Linked DNA regions of Triticum aestivum: region 2 is linked to region 1. The links are chromatin contacts, called in public Hi-C maps. All regions are on one chromosome and are shown on one strand. Each heading gives the region's core, a stretch centred on a gene start, on an enhancer-like site or on the middle of the called end of the contact. The rest is flanking DNA. Distances are from core to core; before and after follow the strand shown. Region 1 holds the start of LOC123158040 (zinc finger protein CONSTANS-LIKE 14). Region 2 has its middle 18 kb from the start of LOC123156726.

The links. A called contact is a pair of places that touch in the nucleus more often than the background predicts.
Region 2: a contact with region 1 is called in a Hi-C map of leaf, with 3 times the contacts expected there. The contact joins the enhancer-like site here to the promoter of LOC123158040 in region 1. A contact is called at or near these places in 4 of 5 Hi-C or Micro-C datasets (leaf and an unstated tissue).

Annotation. Positions count from the first base shown.
Region 1 is chr7B:234,539,952-234,543,958 of IWGSC CS RefSeq v2.1, forward strand. LOC123158040 (zinc finger protein CONSTANS-LIKE 14) reads right to left here and starts at 1,783. Exons shown (of 4, transcript XM_044576183.1): 1 at 774-1,783. The coding sequence starts at 1,619.
Region 2 is chr7B:234,608,776-234,612,967 of IWGSC CS RefSeq v2.1, forward strand. No RefSeq gene overlaps it. Among protein-coding and RNA genes, the nearest start is that of LOC123156726, 18 kb to the right of the region's middle. Within about 2 kb of position 2,591, at least 2 of the 8 cell types and tissues checked have an H3K27ac peak or open chromatin away from gene starts, as enhancers often do. A contact at or near this core is called in leaf, where this site is marked.

The DNA of each region.
Region 1 (4,007 bases), core at 533-3,032:
ACTTCTTCATATCGCGATAGCAACACGCCAACACCAGCTCAGAAAGTCCAGTCTAATTTGCACTGTTGGTAGAGGAGAAAACACCATTCATTATCAGCCAACCTGCGCATTCAGTGTCCTAAAACAACCCGATCCATGAGCTTCCATGGCAACTGCATTCTACTCGCCTTTCAAGTTGAAAGACCCGTGCCATAAATGGTGAGCGAATAAAGGGCAAATTTATCTCTACTCAAAACTAGTGAAATCAATCACTTCTCTGGCTGACAAAATCTAGGACAAAACTAGAGCCTGATTGTCCGTGAGAACCACAGGAGTGGAGACCCTCAGGTCACGTACAAAGGAATGGACGCTAAATTCCGATGACTTTGGAACTGGCACCTTATTATTCATCTGAACGCCAATAGGTTTTCCATGACCTACCAGAGATCATGAATTCATGATTGCATTCCATGATCTGAATGATCAATGGATTAACCGGGAACTGCACAAAGTGGCAACGAGCATGTAGCCTTCAACAAACCTGTTTGATGATCTATTGTTGTTTGCTCAGAAAATTAAGATCAGAACATTTGTCGTGACCGAGTAGTGTTACAAAACATGTGATGTTAATGTGTGTTTGGCTACCACGATGCAGCTACCTGAAGGCAATGCAACTAATTTAGTCACTCATAAAGACGCCAACAAAACATCTGATTAGTACAATTGACATGTAAATTGTCTGAATACCAACAATTGATTTATTTGTTTGCATATCATTCTCATGTTTTTTTTACCTGGGTGGGTGGCACTGATGAGGGTGGGGCGAACTCCCATCGAAGTTGCTCTTCGTCGTCATCACGGAGGCGGTCGTTGCCGATAAGCTCGGCGCAGTGAGCTGACGGCATCATCAGCAGGGACGTGTACGGACACGGCACCTCCGGAGCAGGAGGCAGCGGTGGGGGAGCTTGCTTGTCAGGCAAGCGCCCGCTAGCCCCGGCGGAGGACCGACGAGGAGTCCTGGGGCTCAGATCCGAGTACCCCTGCGGCTGCGACGTCTCCGTCTCTCGCCGCGCCATCTCCGCGAGCTGGTGGCACAGCGCTTCCCCCTTGAGGGGCCGGCCGCCGCCTGCCGAGACGGCCACCTCCGGCGGGTTGCAGGGCACGTAGAGGTCGCGCATCTCGGGGTCAACCAGCATGGAGTAGTCCAAGGACGAGAAGAAGAAGGCGTCCTCATCCTCTTGGTCGCCGCCGCCGCCGAGGCCGCAACCGAACGCGGCGGCGCCACCGGCGCCAGGGAGGAGGTCGACGCCCCACGACGCGGCGAGCTCGGACGCCGCGGGGCAGCCCGCGAACCCCTCCACGGGCACGCGCGCCGCGCCCTCGCAACCTCCGTCGCAATCCGCGCAGAGGAACGCCGGCTCGCCTCCCCCGGCCGCCACGCGCGCAGCCGCCGGGCGGGCCGCGCACCCGGCGCAGAGCGGCGCGCGCACGTGCTTCCGCGAGAGCGCGTTGGCGGCGTGCACGTGGCGGTCGCACGCCACGCAGAGCCGCGCCGCGTCGGCCCGGCAGTGCAGCGCCGCCGCCGCCTCCCCGCAGTAGTCGCACGGCCAGGGCTGCCTCGCCCCTCCGTTGTCCTTCATGGCCAGCGCCCGGCACGCCACGCCACACCACCCGAGCAGAGAACCCCGCGATGCCGGAGGGAGGAGGGGCGGCGGAGGTGGGTCAAAAGGCGGGAGAGCGAGAGGGTCTACCGCTTCTTATCGCCGCGCGCTTTAGCTTATGCAATCCGAAGCGAGGCTGCGACTGCGAGGGTATGGGAGAAAGCGAGGGAGAGGAGGAGGAGGAGGAGGCCGATCCGCTGCGCCGTGCCGAACACCGAGAGCACGGCATTCTCTTTCCACGTGCCGCGCCATGATTTCGCTGAGGTGGCGGGCCTCGGACGTGGGACCGGCTGGGCAGTGAGTTAGCAGTGTCGGAAAATATCTAGCGGAGCTCGCTGAGGTGACGGGCTGGGGAGGGGGCTGGGACGCTGACACGGTGGGGCATGAGTAGTGGGTCCCGGTAAGGTGGAAAGAACTAGGAATCCTAAACTGCTGAGAAAATCACAATTTTATTTTGGGGAGAAAATGGCGATTAAAGCAAGCTCGCACATGGAGCTTATGATCTCGAGCTCAGGTGCAGCCTTATGAATAGTGAAAAACTCTGAATGTTTTTTATAATAACTATGCTCTTATATTTCTTTACGGAGGAAGTATTGTTGAGTGTTCTATGTAGTGTAAATGTTCGTGAAAACCAGCATTAGGAATGTTTTTTAATTAAAATTTAGATGTATGCAGAACATTCAACAATATTTGCTGTAAAGAAGTTCGGATTTTTTTTTTTGGCTTACAAAAAAAGTTCAGATTTTTTTTCAAAATTTGCCCTTTTTTACGATCAGAAGAGCAGTAAACCAGCATTAGGAACATTTTACAAGTCTTTTTTAAAATGGTAACTTGATGCTGAGGAGCAGTAAAGATGCATCGGAAGAAAAAAATATGTTTTCTCTTTATTAAGAAATGATATTTTTGTAATAATATCTCATCATATATTTAGAAATATCTAGTTACTAATAAGACTAAGAGATAAGTAATGGTTCATAATATTGTTATTGTTATCTCTAGGTTGCATGGCAGGTTTAAGATAAGACATTATTAAGCACTATACATGCCATAATATGCATGTTAAGCTATTGCGGCTCGTCGTTTTCTTAAAACAATTGTAGCAGGTGTGCCTTATTTGCAGCCTCGAAAAATCGTTTTGGGGTGTGCTCCATAATATTTGAAGGCTGTGAAAGTTGTGCGCAAGCAGAGGCCCATGACTCGAATTCGATATTTTGCAGATCCATTTGTCAATGTCTATGTTCTTTCCGCACATAAAGAAATTGGACGTTGCATTGAAAATTATATTGCATTGTTGAACATCACATGGAAATCGAAATTGACCTAGACCGACAAATAAAAGTTGACCTAGAATGACTAATCAAAATTAACAGAGCAACTTGAAACATGATTTTATTTCATCAGCTTCCTCCTCTGTTTGAAAGTGTCCTCACGTGAAGACGAGGCTTCAAGTGCTTCCACATGTGCTTTGATGTGGTCGAGGTACCATTAGGCTTCTTGGGTGCGGGCGAGGGACACGGTCTTGTAGCCATAGTGATTGTGGCTTCTACTTCATCCAAGATGGCTTCCATCACACAGGAGAGGTACCGGCGGGAAGCAGGGAGACGCTTGGCCCAAACGCCTAATTCAATCTCTCGGAACACGGTGGCTTGGACCCATCATAGTAATTCCTAGAACTTTCGTTCGATGCGCTCCTCTTCGATCTTGTTGAGGAAGGTCCATGAGAAGGGTCCGAGCGTGACATAACACAAGAAAGGTATAGAGTAATATAGTCAGTAGGAAAGGGGAAGATGATTGAATGTGGCGGTGAGTGGAGAGTATCAGTTTATATAGCCGCGCTCTGGCAGAAAAATGACCTGAAAAGGGCGCACTCCAGCGAGAAACAAGGCAGGAAAGGCGTGCCGGTAGGCAGCAACCACTAATGGGTGCTTTTACTGGTGGAAACCGCTACCATAGGAGTCATACGAACGACTGACATTGGCAGGAGAGGAAGAAAACGGATGAAGTTTCACCCTCGTGAACATTCTAAAAATATGAAGACTCCGCCCCACTATTTGGAGCTTCCTACAAAAATTATGGAGGCAGAGAGCAATATGGTGAGTGAGGTAGACCCTTTTCTTGGGTTCGAGGCGGTTATTGTGGCGATTTAGCCATTTTGACAACTCTAGTAAAATTGCTCTTAGGATGCAAGTAGGGGAAAGACGCATTTTACCCGTGGCCACACTAATTTTACATCCATTTCAATTGTTGCAAAATTAAATAGAGTTTTTTAAAAGCTCCAAGGGCAAAAAGGAAGGCATAAAAAGTTTAGAAGAAGACAATTGTATAGAGTTTTGACATCTACTACTCCTTCACATGCCCTGCGTCACC
Region 2 (4,192 bases), core at 1,341-3,840, 70 kb after region 1:
TTCCTCTTCCTAGCGGTGCCAATTGCTCAAGCTTATATTTCTCATCCTAACCTAGTTTTCATCCCTCTCTTCCTCACCTTGTACCATGCTAGAGGTCACTGATGTGGATGACCAAGAGTCTTTCCCTTTCGTTTCTATCCCATCCCCGTTACTCATATCACAAGCATGAGAAAGATGTTGGTCTTTGTATAGTCCTTAATTTATTTAGGTATGCCTCGCAGGTCTGAGCCCCTAAATATACCTTGCCGCTCCTCCGAGCAATGTACTGTGCAATTTTCTCTATGTCTCGTCCGTATTTTGGCCCTCATGCATGTGTGCCTGGGAAATCCTGGCCTCCAAATTGCCAAACTTTATATGGAAGATCTAGGGTTTGGCATAGGTTCATGATATTGGTTGGAATGTGAAGGGCCTTGTATATAAGCTCCCCTTCTTGCCAACCAACAAACCTTGACCTTTGGATATGAAAAAACCACGCCATTGTTGAGCTTCCTACTTTGCCTCAAATTTTGATTCCAAGTAAAAGTGGTTTGAAACTAGATCCAATATTCCACCGAGGCAAATCTTGACCCTCGCCCCTCCGAGTTAGTCATTGATCTTGTTACTATTGGAGTATGGAGACTCCTACGCAGTTTGAGGCACCTGAGAGTTTCCAACTTGTGGATTTCCTCCCAGAAAGTTTATGAAGGCTAGAGATTGCCTCAAGATCTACCATTGGTGGTTGAGCTTGGACTTTGTGGCCAAATCGTAAGGATGAGAATACTAGGCCTTCGTGCCATTGGGCGACATTGTGTCCCAAGCCTCTACAATTGGTATTATAATCCTCCCTTTCCCAAGGATTTGAAATTCAGGCAAAAACCTCCTTGTCTTTTGGTTCTATTTTGGTTACTTCTATCATCTCCATTACTTTGTTCTTAACTTATTTCTAACTTGTTTAAATTGTGTGATCTTGCTAGCTAGAATTGCTTTTCCATATAGATTGATTCACTTAGTTGTTGTTTTAGAGAACTTATAATATAACATTCCCTAAAATCAATGAAATAGTAAAAAATGTGGGTCGTCATATATTCACACTCGCCTCTCGTTGATGTCATCCAATATCATGGTTGTGGGGAAACGTTTGAAGAGGCAGAGGCTATGCTCTCGGCACTTGGAGACATGGAACTAAGCTAAGGATGGTAACATCGGAGGCATGAAAACTATGGGTAAGAGCTCGACTACCTCCTTTCACTCGCCGCATCCCTCCTCCTCTTCAACGTTGACCTGTGACACGTCCTCCACTCCATCTCCTTTCTCCTTGTTTTCCTTCTTGGTGACATTATGTGAATGACCGAGGAGGAAATGAAGACACCGGTTTGGATCCCTATCTTCCTCACCGGGCGGAGCAAGGAACATGACGGTGGGTCTGACTGGTCCTCATCCATATCGACCAGCTATGCTGGCAAGGCTCGATTTGGGGTGTGGTGGTTGTTGTTGCCGTCGTGCGACGATACCTGTCGTCCTGATCTGGCCGGTCATGGGTGGGGATTTTGGAGTGGCCGGTCCATCACCCAGATTCGCCCGTTGAGGTGACCACTCTGACATGTAGTGGCCATTGAAAGATCTTCATGAGGGTTCCTCCCCACATTTCTGGTTGTTGACTTTTTGACAATGAGATGTAAACTATGGACGACAACTTTATGCAGATGGATGGTTGTGCTGCAACGACAGTCGCACATCGCATGTAGCTACTGGAAACCTAGAAAAGTGATGACAATAACACATGAGTGACATCGATGGTGGTGCTAATCGATCACCCGATCTTGATCGATCTCGGGGGTGAGGGCCTAGCTTTGACCCGAGTTGGTTATACATGGCAATGACGATATTCTTACGTCATTACCTTATTGAAGACATTGCTCAGTGCCCAGACTTGTTCCTCAGGGTGAAATTTCTGGCCATTATTATTATCTTATCTAGAATTAAAAGCGGATTTCGCTAGAGTATCGGCCACCCTGTTGGCCTCTCCAAAGCAACATAGAAAATTAACACGAATTTTACTCAGTGTGTGCATTATAGCTTTGCAGAGGTCAGTAGTGTGCTTATTGTCTTTGTATTCTTTTGATGTTGTATTTTCTATTTTAAGCTAATAAAATCCATCTTTGGTTGACAAAAAAGTTTTGGGCATCAACTAGAATTGCTCTTAAATATACGATGAGTTATGAGTTAGTTGCTACTACTAGTACTCACATCTCCACATGATATAGTTAATTATATTTAGTAAGACCCCACCATTTTGTAATAATAATTAAATTTAGTAGAAATTGCAGATGATAAGACACTAAAGAAATACGGTACATATCCTGCTGCAACTAAGCTAGCAGCTTCTGAATTGAGGTCAGCCATGACGACAGGGAAATAAACAATTCCCCACGAAATCTTGGACGCAGTATCTATACATGCATAGCTGGATTTGGCAATTGATGATTAAATTAAGGTGGGCCAGGGCTAGTGGAAGGCCATGATTAGTGTGTATTATATTAGCAGCGCGATCTTAGCTTCTTCTTTTAGCACTGGTACGTGTATGACAGTGCCACTACTATTATATTGCCAACAAATCTGATTTAATTAATAGCCGCGGAGTCCAGAAGCGTCTGTTCGGTCTACGGATTCGAGTTGTATAGACTAAATAATTGGGCCCCGAATCTAATCTTACCGGAAATAAAGTTGTCTTGTCGTATACTCCCCGTTTGCGTGAGGGATGAATACCACTGTTCACAACGCAAGGTGTTTTACGCTTTTGTTTACTCGTGTGTAAACTGGTTATTAAAAGATAGGGTGTCTAGAACTCGTCTAGTGGAGAAATAATTTTTTTTAAGGAACAGCAGAGAAATAAATACTATGTTTCATTCACCCGTTTACTGCAGCTCATTTCACTTGGGCGGATCAAAGAGTTGGGAGCACCTATCTAGCGTGGGTCGGCGGACCCTGATCCTATTCCATGCCTTAAGCTGTAGTACTACAAACCGGCGCCCACCCCTCTTCAAGGCATATAAAATTAAATTAGTATTCTATTTTCTTGTTAGTACTCTTCCGAGATTGCTTTTTTTTAGCATCTGTAACCTTTATTATAGTTGGATGTTCATAGGGATACAGATGATATCGGGCGTAGAAACAAGCCACACATGGCGCCCGCTAGACAAAGAAACAGCAGCTTTCGCAAGCGAGTGTGCTTCAAAATTAAACTTCCTATTTTCATGAACAAAGCGAATATTATGAAAAACAGCAGTGCGATGGTTAATCTCCGGGAGTATCGCTGTATATTGGCAAGGAGCTTTCGTCCCGATCTTGGAGATTACCTCAGCGCAGTCCGATGCCACACAAACAGCACTCAAGTTGAGGTCCTCGGCCAGTGAAAGAGCCTCATTGCAGGCTTGCGCCTCTAACGAGGATGGGTCCGTAAGGCCGTCAAAAACTCTCGCTGATGCTCCCAAGAAAGTTCCCGCCTTGTCTCGGCAAACGACCGCCGCGGCCCCTCTTCTGCCACATCTTGACACCCCACCATCAGCATTAATTTTCACATCGAAATCGGCTGGGGGAATCCATGACGATCTAATCACTCTGGCCCTTGCATTATGAGCTGTTACATGCAAGTCCTTGTGTATCGCATGTCAGTCCTTGGCCGGGCGCCGCTTGCTGTCCGCCACCAAATCAAGATCTTCCAGGAACTTTTTGACAAAAACCGAGGTGCTTAGGGGGCTTTGGAATTGATCGTCATGGATAGCACGTCGTCTCGCCCACCATATGGCCCACAACGTAACCAGAACTTGAACTACCTCCTCCTCTGGTAAAGTATCAAGCAGCCAAAACATCCATAATCTTGCATCTTCCGTTCGGTTTGAGATAGCAACTTCAGTCAGTTCCTCCTCGGCTAAAGCCCACACACAGCGGGACATATGGCAATCAAATAAGGAGTGTCTCCAGGAATCGGTAGCCGCGTTGCATATCGAACACGCTGGCGTATTTGTCATTTTTCTGTGATTTCGGACATCTCCAGTTGGGAGCGAAGTCTTGGCTAAACGCCAAGCAAACACCTTAATCTTGGATGGGATCCTCAGGTTCCAAAGTTTTCCCCAATATTTCCTGTCCTCATCGCCATGAGAGTGGCTCGGATTATGCTCCAGCCAATCCGTTCTCTGCTGTTTCGCTGAGGCTA